3 separate regions of the Mus musculus genome follow, and all the other regions are linked to region 3. Evidence: chromatin contacts called from public Micro-C data. All regions are on one chromosome and are shown on one strand. Each heading gives the region's core, a stretch centred on a gene start, on an enhancer-like site or on the middle of the called end of the contact. The rest is flanking DNA. Distances are from core to core; before and after follow the strand shown.

Region 1 (3,757 bases), core at 1,000-3,499, about 17 Mb before region 3:
TTAGTAGGGTGGCTTTGGCTGCTTTTATTCGTGCCTGGAGCTCCTGCGCCATCCGGATATAGCCACAATAAAGTTACCGGCCTTGTGAAATGTGCTCGGAACCGGGACCATGGGAGCGGCCTGGAGGACATAATCCAACCAGCTTGTTTTATCCAAGGCCGGAAAAAGGAAAGAGCCCTGCTGGAGGCCTGAGGCAGCTTAGTGGCAGTCAGATCCCGGGTTCTTAGTCTAGGTTGGTTCTCCCACCCCCACCCCCACCCCCACCAATCTTCTCAGTTCTAAGTCGTCTCCCCCCCCCCGCCCCCCAGTTCACAACCCAGAATACTGTTGTTTCCACAGACATTACCCCCCTTCCTCCACCCACCCCACCCCAGACTCCAGGCCGCAACTAACCTGGGGCATATTTAGAGAGACCTACTCGGCTGGTTAGGACCTCCACTCCTCCGCTGGAGAGGGGTCGAGGTAGGACCCCGAAGCTGGGTTTCCCGGCTCTCGCTGAGAGACCAGCAGTTACTTAGCTTGCCGTGAGGTCCTGCGCGGTCTGCCGCGCCCAAAGCGAGTTTCCAGGAAAGATGGGGGTGGAGAGAAAGAGGGAGGGCGAGAGAGAAAATGGGGGGTCAATGACTGGGAATTACCTCGTGTGCCCCGCCATCCCAAAGAATAGCAAATGGCTTTCCGCCTCCAACTTGCAGGTGTTTGGAGCCCACCCTCCCCCAAACACATCCCGAATTAAAAAAAGAAAAAGAAGAAGAACCTTACACCTGACCAATCAGGAATAACTACTTAGTCCAACAACAACAGCCTCTCCGGCAGGCTGCCCAGAACGTGTTCGAACCCTCTAACGGATCTGTCTAATTCAGTATGGCCGAATTTGTTTTCTAAGCATGGACGTCTCTATGCGGGTTGCCCCCACAACCTTAGCCCAGGCTTAGCCAGAGCAGGAAGATGTAATTCTCTATTTGACGAGGGTGGAGAGAACGGGATGGAAAAACAAAAACAAAAACAAAAACAACAACAACAACAACAACAAAAACCCAAGAGTTTTCAGGCCCTGGCTGCTGGGTCAGAACCTGGGAGCCCTGGTCCCATACTCCTCATGACCCCATCTTTCAAGTTCCTGCCCAGGACAAGGCAGAACCTGTTTCCAAAGATCCTATTTCCCTTGCAGGGATGAAAGGGAGAGAGAGAGAGCTCTATCTGTTTTAGCTGGGTCCCTTGTTTTCTTTCTAATGGATGCAGAGATATAAAGGAAGGTATTTCACCATTTCTTCCACCACCTTTGCAAAAGATTTTCGACTTTCGGGGTTTTGACTGGCAGTAGATGAGAGTTAACTCTTACACCTCTTATACTGTTTCGCAGCGATAAACAAAGCAAAAGGAAAGACGGGCCAAAGCAGACCGACGCCACTTCCAAGAGCGGTAGCTGGATTTCGTTTGCTTTTATTTTTCGCCTCCTTTTTTTTTTTTAATTGTTTTGCCTGAGATGTCCACCGCCCAATGGCACATCGAAGTCTTGGGTTAATTGCGAAGGCTTCCTTCTCTCCGCTGCGGCTTTGGCGGAAGCTCAGAACTGCCTCCTCCCTGGCTTTCAATTCAGTGCGGGAGGTTTTCTTTCTCCTTGCTAATCCAGAGAAGGAGGGAAGAGGAGGGGAGACGCGGGGAATACACTCGTTCCCGTTGTTACTTGAGGCTAATGTTTGTTTTATGGAGTGACTCTTTATTCTGACTACCTCTTCATTTTCTTTCCCTACCCCAAACCTGGCAAGTTAGGGGAAAAAAAAAAAAAGCAGCTAGGGAGGGGCCTAAGACAGGACAGGACTGCTTTGTTCTCCCTCCAAAGAAGCTAAAGGGTAGAACTGGTGAGCTTTTTGTTCGATTGTTTTAATTAAAAGCGGATATTAAGGGTGATGGTGATGATGACGAAGGTATTAACAATCGCAGTAAAAGGGGAAAACGCGATCCTTCTTGTCCAGCTAAGGTGGCCCTGAAGCGGTCCTTCCAACGTAAGTGGACTCCAAGGGCAGCTAACCTGCTAGGGGGTCTGACTGGACCGGGATGGGAAAGGGACTGAGAAAATGTCCCCCGGGACGATCCCGAGGACCCCCACCCCTGGCACCAGACCTGGAAAATGTGCCCATTGTCTTTCCCAGCCTCTCCCAACCACCGCGGACGCACCCGCGAAACTGACCAGAAATAGGCGAAACCCAGGGGCAGCGCGAATCCAGGCCTGGCGCTGCGGGCGGGAAGACGCTGGCCTCAGCGAGCGCGGCTCATCTTCCAGATTAGAAGATTCCCCCCGCACACACCAGGGGACCCCCGCAACACCAAGGCACAGACAGCCTCCGGACAGAGCTGCCGCCCACTGGGCTCTGTCCGCCCATCCGAGCCAACACTGGCTCCCGAATACATCATAATTTGGAATAAAATGTGAAATCCCACTCCCCGCCCCCATGCTGACGCCCCCACCAGCGCCTCGATCTCTCGCTCGCCCTCCCCCCACTCCCGCCCCCAGCGATTTGCAAACGCACCTCTAAAGGACACAGGCACACAGGCATAGGACTCTTGTTGGACAGGACCACACATGGTCCAGGCCCAGAGGAGGGAAGCAGATGAACACGAGCTAGCTCTGTCCCACAAGCCGGTGTAGGCAGACCGGCATACTGTCCAACATGACACAGCGACATCAGTCACACGCAAACGCTCACAGACACACAACCTCACAGGGTGAGGATCACACCCGCCCGACATAACGAAACCAGCCTAACACTTTGTCCAAGGCCACACACTGCGATACACCAGACCGACCTTGTGGAGAAAAGAAACAGGGCAATTTACATACAACGAATAAAACGCAGAGAGGTCGGAATCTCCACACCCAGACAGCGCAGGGTTTCACACTCCCGCACACGACCTATCGCCAAAAGCCCACGCGGGGAGTAGCCACCGCAGCCTGCCGCTCACGCAAGCACTCTCAACCCGGCCGCCCGCACACACCGCCCAGAAGCAATGGAAGCCGCCAGCGCCTTGCGCTTTTCTGTCTATTGCGCAAGGGGAAAAGGGGAAGGAAGGAAGAGAGTCTCCCCGGCGGGAGGGGCAGCGGAGGGGCGTCGTGGAAAGTGCCCCCCGGGAAGAGACGGGGGAGAGGGAGCCGAGGCTGGAGTGCGCATGGGGAAAGACGGAGGAAACGGACGGGCAATTCCACGGGAGGCGACTGTCTCCCGGCCCTGGGAAGAAGGCCGGGACGCTCACGTTTTGCGCCTTGGGGGTGTGCGTGGCCATGTTGGGCAGCCCCCGCCCGCGCCTCGCCGCGCGCTCTAATCCCGCTCCCGCCCGCGGCCTCGTTAGCGCCGGCCGTGTGCGCCGCCGAGATAAGGAGCCGCCTCGGGCCCGCCCGCCCCCGATAAGCGCCTCGGCCATTATGGGCCAAATGATTCATTTTAATTTGGCAATTTCTCCGGAGGGAGCGGGGACGGGTTGCGGCGCTGGGATGGCCCAGGAATGCGCAGAGGAGAGGGCTGAGCGCTCACGTTGGGACCCGGCGGGTTCCGCCCGTTCCCCACCCCTGGCCCCTCGGGATTCCCGCTCCCTACAAACAACCCGACTCGGATCTCCGCCTCCCAGATGCTCGTTCAGCGGCTTTGGCCGTTGTCTAGCCTCTTAAGACCACCGTGTCTCCCGACCCATTCCCAACCAACCCTCCCTTCTTCATTCTTTCTCCTGTCTTCTCCAAAGCCAGAGTGTCTGTTTCTCCTTTTTC
Region 2 (3,500 bases), core at 684-3,183, about 17 Mb before region 3:
CACACACACACATTTCAGCACATGGTTTAGAGATGTTACTGTAGATGGTACTACAAGGTGGGAGACCACATTTTCCCTGACCACCTTCCCTCCCAGAGAATAGGGCACCCAGAGTCTACGCAATCAGTGGCCTTCGATGGCTACCTTTACATATTGGTCACACGGTAAATTCATCTTACTTTATTTACTTACTTGATTCTGAGTCAGGGTCTCATCTGAAGCTCAGGCTGGCCTAGAACTTGAAGCAAACCTCCCGCCTCAGCATTCTGAATGCTGAAGTTACTTAAGCAAGGGCTAACCATCGTGTCAGGCTTGAGGTAGGTGTTTTAAATTTTATTTTAGAGGAAGAGTCAGGCAAAAAGATTAAAATTAGCCAGGTGAGACAGCTGGAAACTGGTGAAACCAAAATTGGGATCCCAGCAGTTTAAGTCCCCCGGTCCTGCTCTTAATCCTGCGGTGCACACCAGGAAAGTAGGGCCCTGAAAGGAAGTTACCTAAGGAGGGTCACAGAGCGCTGGGAGTGCACAGCAGGTATTGAGGCCCCCTATGCTGGAGCCTTGGCCACTGTGAGGCGCTGTTGAGGCAACAGCCAGCCTCTGTCCAGTTCTTACCTTCTCCCAATCCCTTCCAGCCCCAAGAGGTTGAAATGGGCTCAGTATAAACCTGAGCAACTTGTTTCTGGGTCCTAGAGGAAGAGTAGGGAAGAGGGATAAAGATGGGCAAAAGAATCTGGCTAGCAGAAAAAGCATACTGGACCAACCTTCTGTGGAGAAAGTCCCCAGATAAAAGGGCAACACTGGCCCAGGGATGAGGTTAAGTTTCTTCGGGGGGACATCTCCGTGAGAGTTCTGTTGTAAGAGTCTCTAAATCCGGAAATTAAGAGCGGGATTGTTAGACTTAGGAACAAACATCCAGGAAAACTCAGTTTCCGCAGGATATGCACGGGGGTCAAGAGAGACAATTATAAAGATTGAGATGCTGAGACAAAAAAAAAAAAAAAAAAAAAAAAATCAATCCTGCAAACCCAAGCTAAGGACCTGTGGGTGTGCGGAGAATGCGGCGAATGCGGAGACGAATCACTAAGAGGAGTGAGAGCAGACGGTCTTCCTGGGGACAGTGGCAGGGCCAGGGCCTTGGAGGGGAAAGAGAGGACCACCGCAGACATTTCTCACCTATCTGAGTAGGATCTTCCGGCGCCCGAGTTTGTTCCTCTGGATCACTCTCTTCACTTGTCCTCCAGAACTCCCTTAGCCTCCAGTAGGTCCTTGTCCGCGGCGTCGGTCTGGCCATCTCGGCTCACTGGCGATCCATCCGCGCTTCGGCCCGGGTGGCCCGGGCGCCGCCTTGGGGAGATGAGGAGAGGAGGTTTGTAGCCACTGCCACCACCAGATGCAGCTGCGCCGGCATAAGCTTTGACTTCCAGTAACTGAGCGCACTGAAGGTGGTGGTGGCTCCAGGGAGCCACGGGGTTGCGGGAGCTGCGAGGAGAAGGATGACCCGCCTCCAGCCAAGCGAGCCTAGCTCCCGCCACCGCGGCAGTTTGTTCCCGCCGGGCCCGGGAGCAGAGGACCTCTGCCCGCCCCCTTCCTTCCCCGCCCCACCCTGCCCAGAGAGCTCCGCCCCGGGCCCACAGTTCTTCCGCCTTAGGCTGCCACCAGGCGGGAGGGACTAATCTCCTGAAGCCCCACTTATGTGTCTAGGGGCCCAGAAGCCCAGATTCGACCGAGTAACGGGCTGCTTTACTGCTCTTCTCCAGTGCCTGGTTTTCTAGTCCCGGGGCAGCACCGGTTGGGTGCGCCCTGCAGGGTGAAAGTCCTAGAGTTTCAACACCAGGGGGCGCTGAGGAGCTAGGGGACATCCCCTCCCTGTCCTCCGCCCCCTCCCCGCCCGCGCGCAAAACACACTGGTCGGAGAGGCAGCACGGCGGAGCCGGAGCCGCGGGCCGAGCGGAGCCGGAGAGCGGCGGCGGAGGAGGCGGCGGAGGAGGCGGCGGCGGCGGCGGCGGCACCATGACCCTGGGCAGCTGCTGCTGCGAGATCATGTCCTCCGAGAGCTCCCCGGCCGCGCTGTCTGAGCCCGACGCAGACATAGACGTGGTGGGCGGCGGCAGCGGTGGGGGGGAGCTCACAGCCCGCTCCGGGCCCCGCGCCCCTCGGGACGTGCTCCCTCACGGCCACGAGCCTCCCCCGGAGGAAGCCGAGGCGGACGTGGCTGAGGACGAGGAAGAGTCGGGAGGTTGCTCTGACTGCGAGCCCCGCGCTCTAGCGCCCCGGGGGGCGGCGGCCGCAGCGGGAAGCCCGGGGCCCGGCGTGCAGGCAGCCCGAGGCGCAACGGGGCCGGGGCCGGGACCCGGGCCGCCGTCGGGGGGCGCGGCGACACGGAGCCCTCTGGTGAAACCACCTTATTCGTACATCGCCCTCATCACCATGGCCATCCTGCAGAGCCCCAAGAAGCGCCTGACGCTGAGCGAGATCTGCGAGTTCATCAGCGGCCGCTTCCCCTACTACCGGGAGAAGTTCCCTGCCTGGCAGAATAGCATCCGCCACAACCTCTCCCTCAACGACTGCTTCGTTAAGATCCCCCGCGAGCCGGGCAACCCGGGCAAGGGCAACTACTGGACGCTCGACCCGGAGTCGGCCGACATGTTCGACAACGGCAGTTTCCTGCGGCGCCGCAAGCGCTTCAAGCGGCAGCCTCTGCCGCCACCGCATCCACACCCGCATCCTCACCCGGAGCTGCTGTTGCGTGGCGGGGCTGCCGCGGCCGGGGACCCTGGCGCCTTCCTCTCGAGCTTCGCCGCTTACGGCGCTTACGGCTACGGCTACGGGCTGGCGCTCCCGGCCTACGGTGCACCTCCACCGGGCCCGGCCCCACACCCGCATCCGCACCCGCACGCCTTCGCCTTCGCCGCCACCGCGCCTTGCCAGCTGTCAGTTCCCCCGGGCCGCGCCGCGGCGCCTCCTCCCGGACCTCCGACGGCCTCGGTCTTCGCAAGCGCGGCCTCGGCGCCGGCCCCTGCGCCTGCCCCGGGATCTGGCCCGAGCCCCGCAGGGCTGCCTGCCTTCCTAGGCGCAGAGCTGGGTTGCGCCAAGGCTTTCTACCCCGCGTCCTTGAGTCCCCCCGCAGCTGGCACAGCGGCTAGCCTGTCCACTGCACTCCTGCGTCAGGGCCTCAAGACGGACGCCGGCGGTGGTGCGGGTGGCGGGGGCGCGGGGACAGGCCAGAGGCCTTCCTTTTCTATAGACCACATCATGGGCCACGGTGGTGGCGGGGCCGCACCCCCGGGCAGCGGCGACGGTTCTCCGGGATCGCCATTCGCCGCAGCCGCAGGTCCTGGGGGTCAAGCCCAAGTCTTGGCCATGCTGACTGCCCCGGCCCTGACTCCGGTGGCTGGCCACATCCGCCTCTCGCACCCAGGGGACTCACTCCTGTCTTCAGGGCCCTCGTTTGCCAGCAAAGTCGCGGGCCTCAGTGGCTGCCACTTTTGACCGCACCGGGCT
Region 3 (3,469 bases), core at 116-2,615:
ATGCCTTTTAGTCAGAGAAAATAAATAATATATTCAAACGGGACCAGATCCGGAGCCGCAAAATAGCAGTGTTTCCTTGCTGCTGGTGCAGACTCGACCGGGAGGGATGGGCTGGGAGGCTCGGGCAGGAGGGGCAGGCGGAGGGGCACCAGGCCCCACGCCGCGAGTGGGGCTGCAGGGAAAGTTGCCGGGTCCTGCTGGCTGAGCCGCCCGGGGCTTGCCTAGGCGGCGGCGGCGGCGGGGCAGCCGACTCGGGCCCTGGCCGCCGCTCGCCCTCGAGCCGGAGTCCCACTCCGCCCGCAGCGGCCCAGCCCGGCCCGACCCGCGGCCTTGGCGGCTCTGTGGCCTCCGCGGCGTGGGCTCGCCAGACCCCGAAACTTTCGCCTGGGGGTCGCGGGCAGGAGGCAAGGACAGCAAGGTCCCGGGCCGGCGCGGGGAGTGCGTCTCCGCAGCCCACGGACTAAGGCTAGCACTGCCCGCCCGCCGCGTCCGAGGGGCGCTGCCCGGGCCGGCCCGCAAAGCTGGCACAAAACAAAAGTAAGAGTTCGGGGCGTCGGCGGGGGGCGCGGCGGCGCGGGAGGACCCCGGCAGCCAGGGCGCCCCGGGTGCAGCCGGCGTGCGGGGCTTGCGGGGCTCAGCCGCCCCTCCCTGGAGCGGAGGAATCGCGGGCACCGCGCTCCGCGCCGCAGCCGCCAGAGTCCAGATTGCAGCGTGTCAGGGGCTGCAGCCGCGGACACACGTGCGGGGCGCCCGCAAGCCCCGGCGGAGCTCCGCAGTCCGGCGCCCCGATATTAATTAACGCATTAATAAGAGGGCGCCATTAGCCATGTGCCCACACAAATGGCCGAGCAGGAGGAATGCACCCGCATGGAAACAAAGTTACTTTCTTAAAGCTGCAGCCCCCCCCCCCGCACACGCGCGCGCACACACAGAAACACGCGCAGACACGGCTCCCGCCGAGGCACACGGCCGCCCCGCGCCCCCGCAGCTGCTTACCTGGGTGAGACAGAGCGGAGAATACATAACTGCCGGGCGGCGGGGGGTGCGTGCACGTCTGTGTGCGGGCTGGAGGTGTGCGTGAGTGTGGGTGCGAGAGGGAGAGAGAGGAGGAGAGAGCTAGGAGGGGGGGAGGAATAAAAAATCAAGCCTGCTTCTTGCGTTCACATTTCCAACTCGGCTCAACTGCAGCAGCCAGCGCTCTTGCCGCTCCACGCGCTGAACTTTAACCCCGCCTAGAGTTTCCCTACACTCCACTATACTGTCTACTGTACGCGGGCGTTAAAGGCATAGCGCACCCTTTCCCGCTCCCGCGCCGGCCGGCCGGGTGCCCGCGAGCTGCCCGCGCGCCCGCCTGCGCCGCGTTCTGCACCGCACCGCACGGCCGCCGCCCGCTCGCGCCGCCGCCGCGGGGGTGTGGGGGTGGGGTGGGGTGGGGGTGGGGGGGCGGGGTGGGGGGGAGCCGGGTGGGGGAGGGGCGGCTGCGGCGCTGACACCGGTCCCCAGCCTGCAGGGCCGCCCGCCCGCCCGCCGCTCGCTCCGCGCTCGCTGCCTCCCGCGGCCCCCCGCCCCCCGCCCCGCTCGGCGCGGTCCCCGGGAACGCGGCGCGGAGCGGTTTTTTCAGCGTGTCCTCCGGGCGGCTATAGGCTGCCACAGGATGTGCTTAAGCAAACAAAACTACTTTTCCTCCTCCCCATCCCCCCACCCGCGCCGCAGCCCTCCGCGGACGTCGGGAGAGGATTGGGGCAACTTTGTCGGGGCGCCCCGCACCCCCGTGGGCCGCGGGTTGGGCTCCCTAGGAACCCCAGAGAAGGGCGCGCGTTACATTTGCATGTATGCAAATTTCTTGTAAAAAATCAGACCTTCTAGGTAACTTTTCCTCCCTTCCTCTGAAATGCGGTAAAGCTCAAAAGCATTGTAATCTCTCCTGCGAAGCTTTCTATGGGAATAGTATCGTCGGGAGAGGTAATATGCACAAAAGCCTGCTAACTTTTCAGCTACGACTCTATAGCAGTCAGAATCTGGGGGTGGGGGGGATAGGAAGATCACCCCAAAGATTCCCCAGATTGCGGGGGAGGAGGTGTCTGGAGAAAGCAAGGAGGAGAGTCATGAGCGAACGCTCTTCTCTCCCAGAACCCAGGAGCTGGTGGGTTTAAACACAAACGCCCAAAAAAGTTCTGTCACGTCAGAAACAACAGTGGTTTAGCTGGGACATTTTTCTGTATACTGAGAAGGAAAACTGTGAAAGGGTTGCCCCCTTAGGAAAGAGATATGTTTGTATCCCCAAATGGGAGCCCAGGACTAACATCTGAGTCCCTGTTCCCCAGACACACTCTTCAAGGGTGCGTCTTTGTGGATCCCAACTTTTCCCTTCCCCAGGTAATAGTTCTCAAGATGGAAAAGAGCTTCCTGCAATTATTTTAGGTTTGCTAAAGTATTGTTTTGGCAGAAGGGGGGGGGGTGGTTTTAGGGTTTGGCACATTGCCAACAAGCCTGCTCTTCCAGCTTTCTTTTTCTTCTGTCCTTCCCTCCTTCCTTCCCTCTTTCTTTTCTTTCTTTCTTTCTCTCTTTCTTTCTCTCTTTCTTTCTTTCTTTCTTTCTTTCTTCCTTAAAAAAAAAAAAACTCAACACTTTCTCTCTAGACTCTCTTTTCTTCTAGAGGGGGAAAAAGTATACCTGTCTCCTCCAAACTCTCATTTTCTCCTCCTCCTCTCCCTCCTGAAGTTTTGCAGCCTTCTGTATTTACCTACCCTTCTTTAAAACTCCCCAGATTCCGACGCTGGCACACAGACTGGGAATCCGCTCCCTGGTGGAGATGACAGGACTAGAGTCTGCAGGCATGCCCACCCGACAGAAGAAAGTGAGGGGGTATGATCACTTTCATTCAGATTTTTTTTTCTAGGTGGGTAAGCCTGCTACTAGAAAAGGCCAAATATAATGTTCTGCTGAGACAGCCGGCAGTCTAAAGTTTGTTTGTTCTCTAGTCCGTTTAGGGCTAATGCTCAAGAATCCATTCTTCTCCCCCTGATTCCCACCCCCTGCTCTTGAATATTCTTGGAATCCATATTATTCCGATTACATATTAAGGATTGAAGGAAAGTAATAGCTTCAACCTTTAGTTAGAACGTCCATTTTCCCAAACTAAGCAACTGCTTTTCCTTGGTTCCTTGTGGCTTTCAGGAAGGAAGAAATGCCCTCCAAGCTAAGAGGAGTTAGAGAAACATTCCTGGCCACGAAACCCTTTGCTGGGATCTATAACTTCAAGACTCTCCAAGTTTCCTCGACAGAAGTTTCTGGCTGAGGGAACCAACATGTAACTGAGGCACAGTGACAAGTTATTGTCCCGTGTGTGTGTGTGTGTGTGTGTGTGTGTGTGTGTGTGTGTGTGCGCGCGCGCGCGCGCGCGCTCTGGGGAAGCTCTCTTCCAAAGTGGATTTTTTTTTTTTTTGGTGTATAGATACACTTCACATCT

The links. Hi-C and Micro-C count contacts between places; a contact is called where the count stands out from the background.
Region 1: a contact with region 3 is called in a Micro-C map of embryonic stem cells, with 11 times the contacts expected there. The contact joins the promoter of Tal1 here to the promoter of Nfia in region 3. A contact is called at or near these places in 1 of 39 promoter capture datasets (cranial neural crest) and 1 of 484 Hi-C or Micro-C datasets (embryonic stem cells).
Region 2: a Micro-C map of embryonic stem cells shows a contact between it and region 3, with 14 times the contacts expected there. The contact joins the promoter of Foxd2 here to the promoter of Nfia in region 3. A contact is called at or near these places in 2 of 39 promoter capture datasets (cranial neural crest and embryonic stem cells) and 2 of 484 Hi-C or Micro-C datasets (both in embryonic stem cells).

Annotation. Positions count from the first base shown.
Region 1 is chr4:115,056,303-115,060,059 of GRCm38.p6, reverse strand. It overlaps Tal1 (T cell acute lymphocytic leukemia 1), which reads right to left and starts at 2,249. Exons shown (of 5, transcript NM_001287388.1): 1 at 2,189-2,249; 2 at 394-541. Gm33786 (a long non-coding RNA gene) reads left to right here and starts at 750. Exons shown (of 2, transcript XR_376559.3): 1 at 750-2,003; 2 at 2,151-2,438.
Region 2 is chr4:114,907,331-114,910,830 of GRCm38.p6, reverse strand. It overlaps Foxd2 (forkhead box D2), which reads left to right and starts at 1,933. Exons shown (of 1, transcript NM_008593.3): 1 at 1,933-3,500. The coding sequence starts at 2,010. The coding sequence ends at 3,488. It overlaps Foxd2os (forkhead box D2, opposite strand), which reads right to left and starts at 1,574. Exons shown (of 4, transcript NR_030721.2): 1 at 1,173-1,574.
Region 3 is chr4:97,775,522-97,778,990 of GRCm38.p6, reverse strand. Nfia (nuclear factor I/A) reads right to left here and starts at 1,365. Exons shown (of 11, transcript NM_010905.3): 1 at 997-1,365. The coding sequence starts at 1,023. Gm38709 (a long non-coding RNA gene) reads left to right here and starts at 1,568. Exons shown (of 5, transcript XR_003955232.1): 1 at 1,568-1,962; 2 at 2,768-2,865; 3 at 3,178-3,469.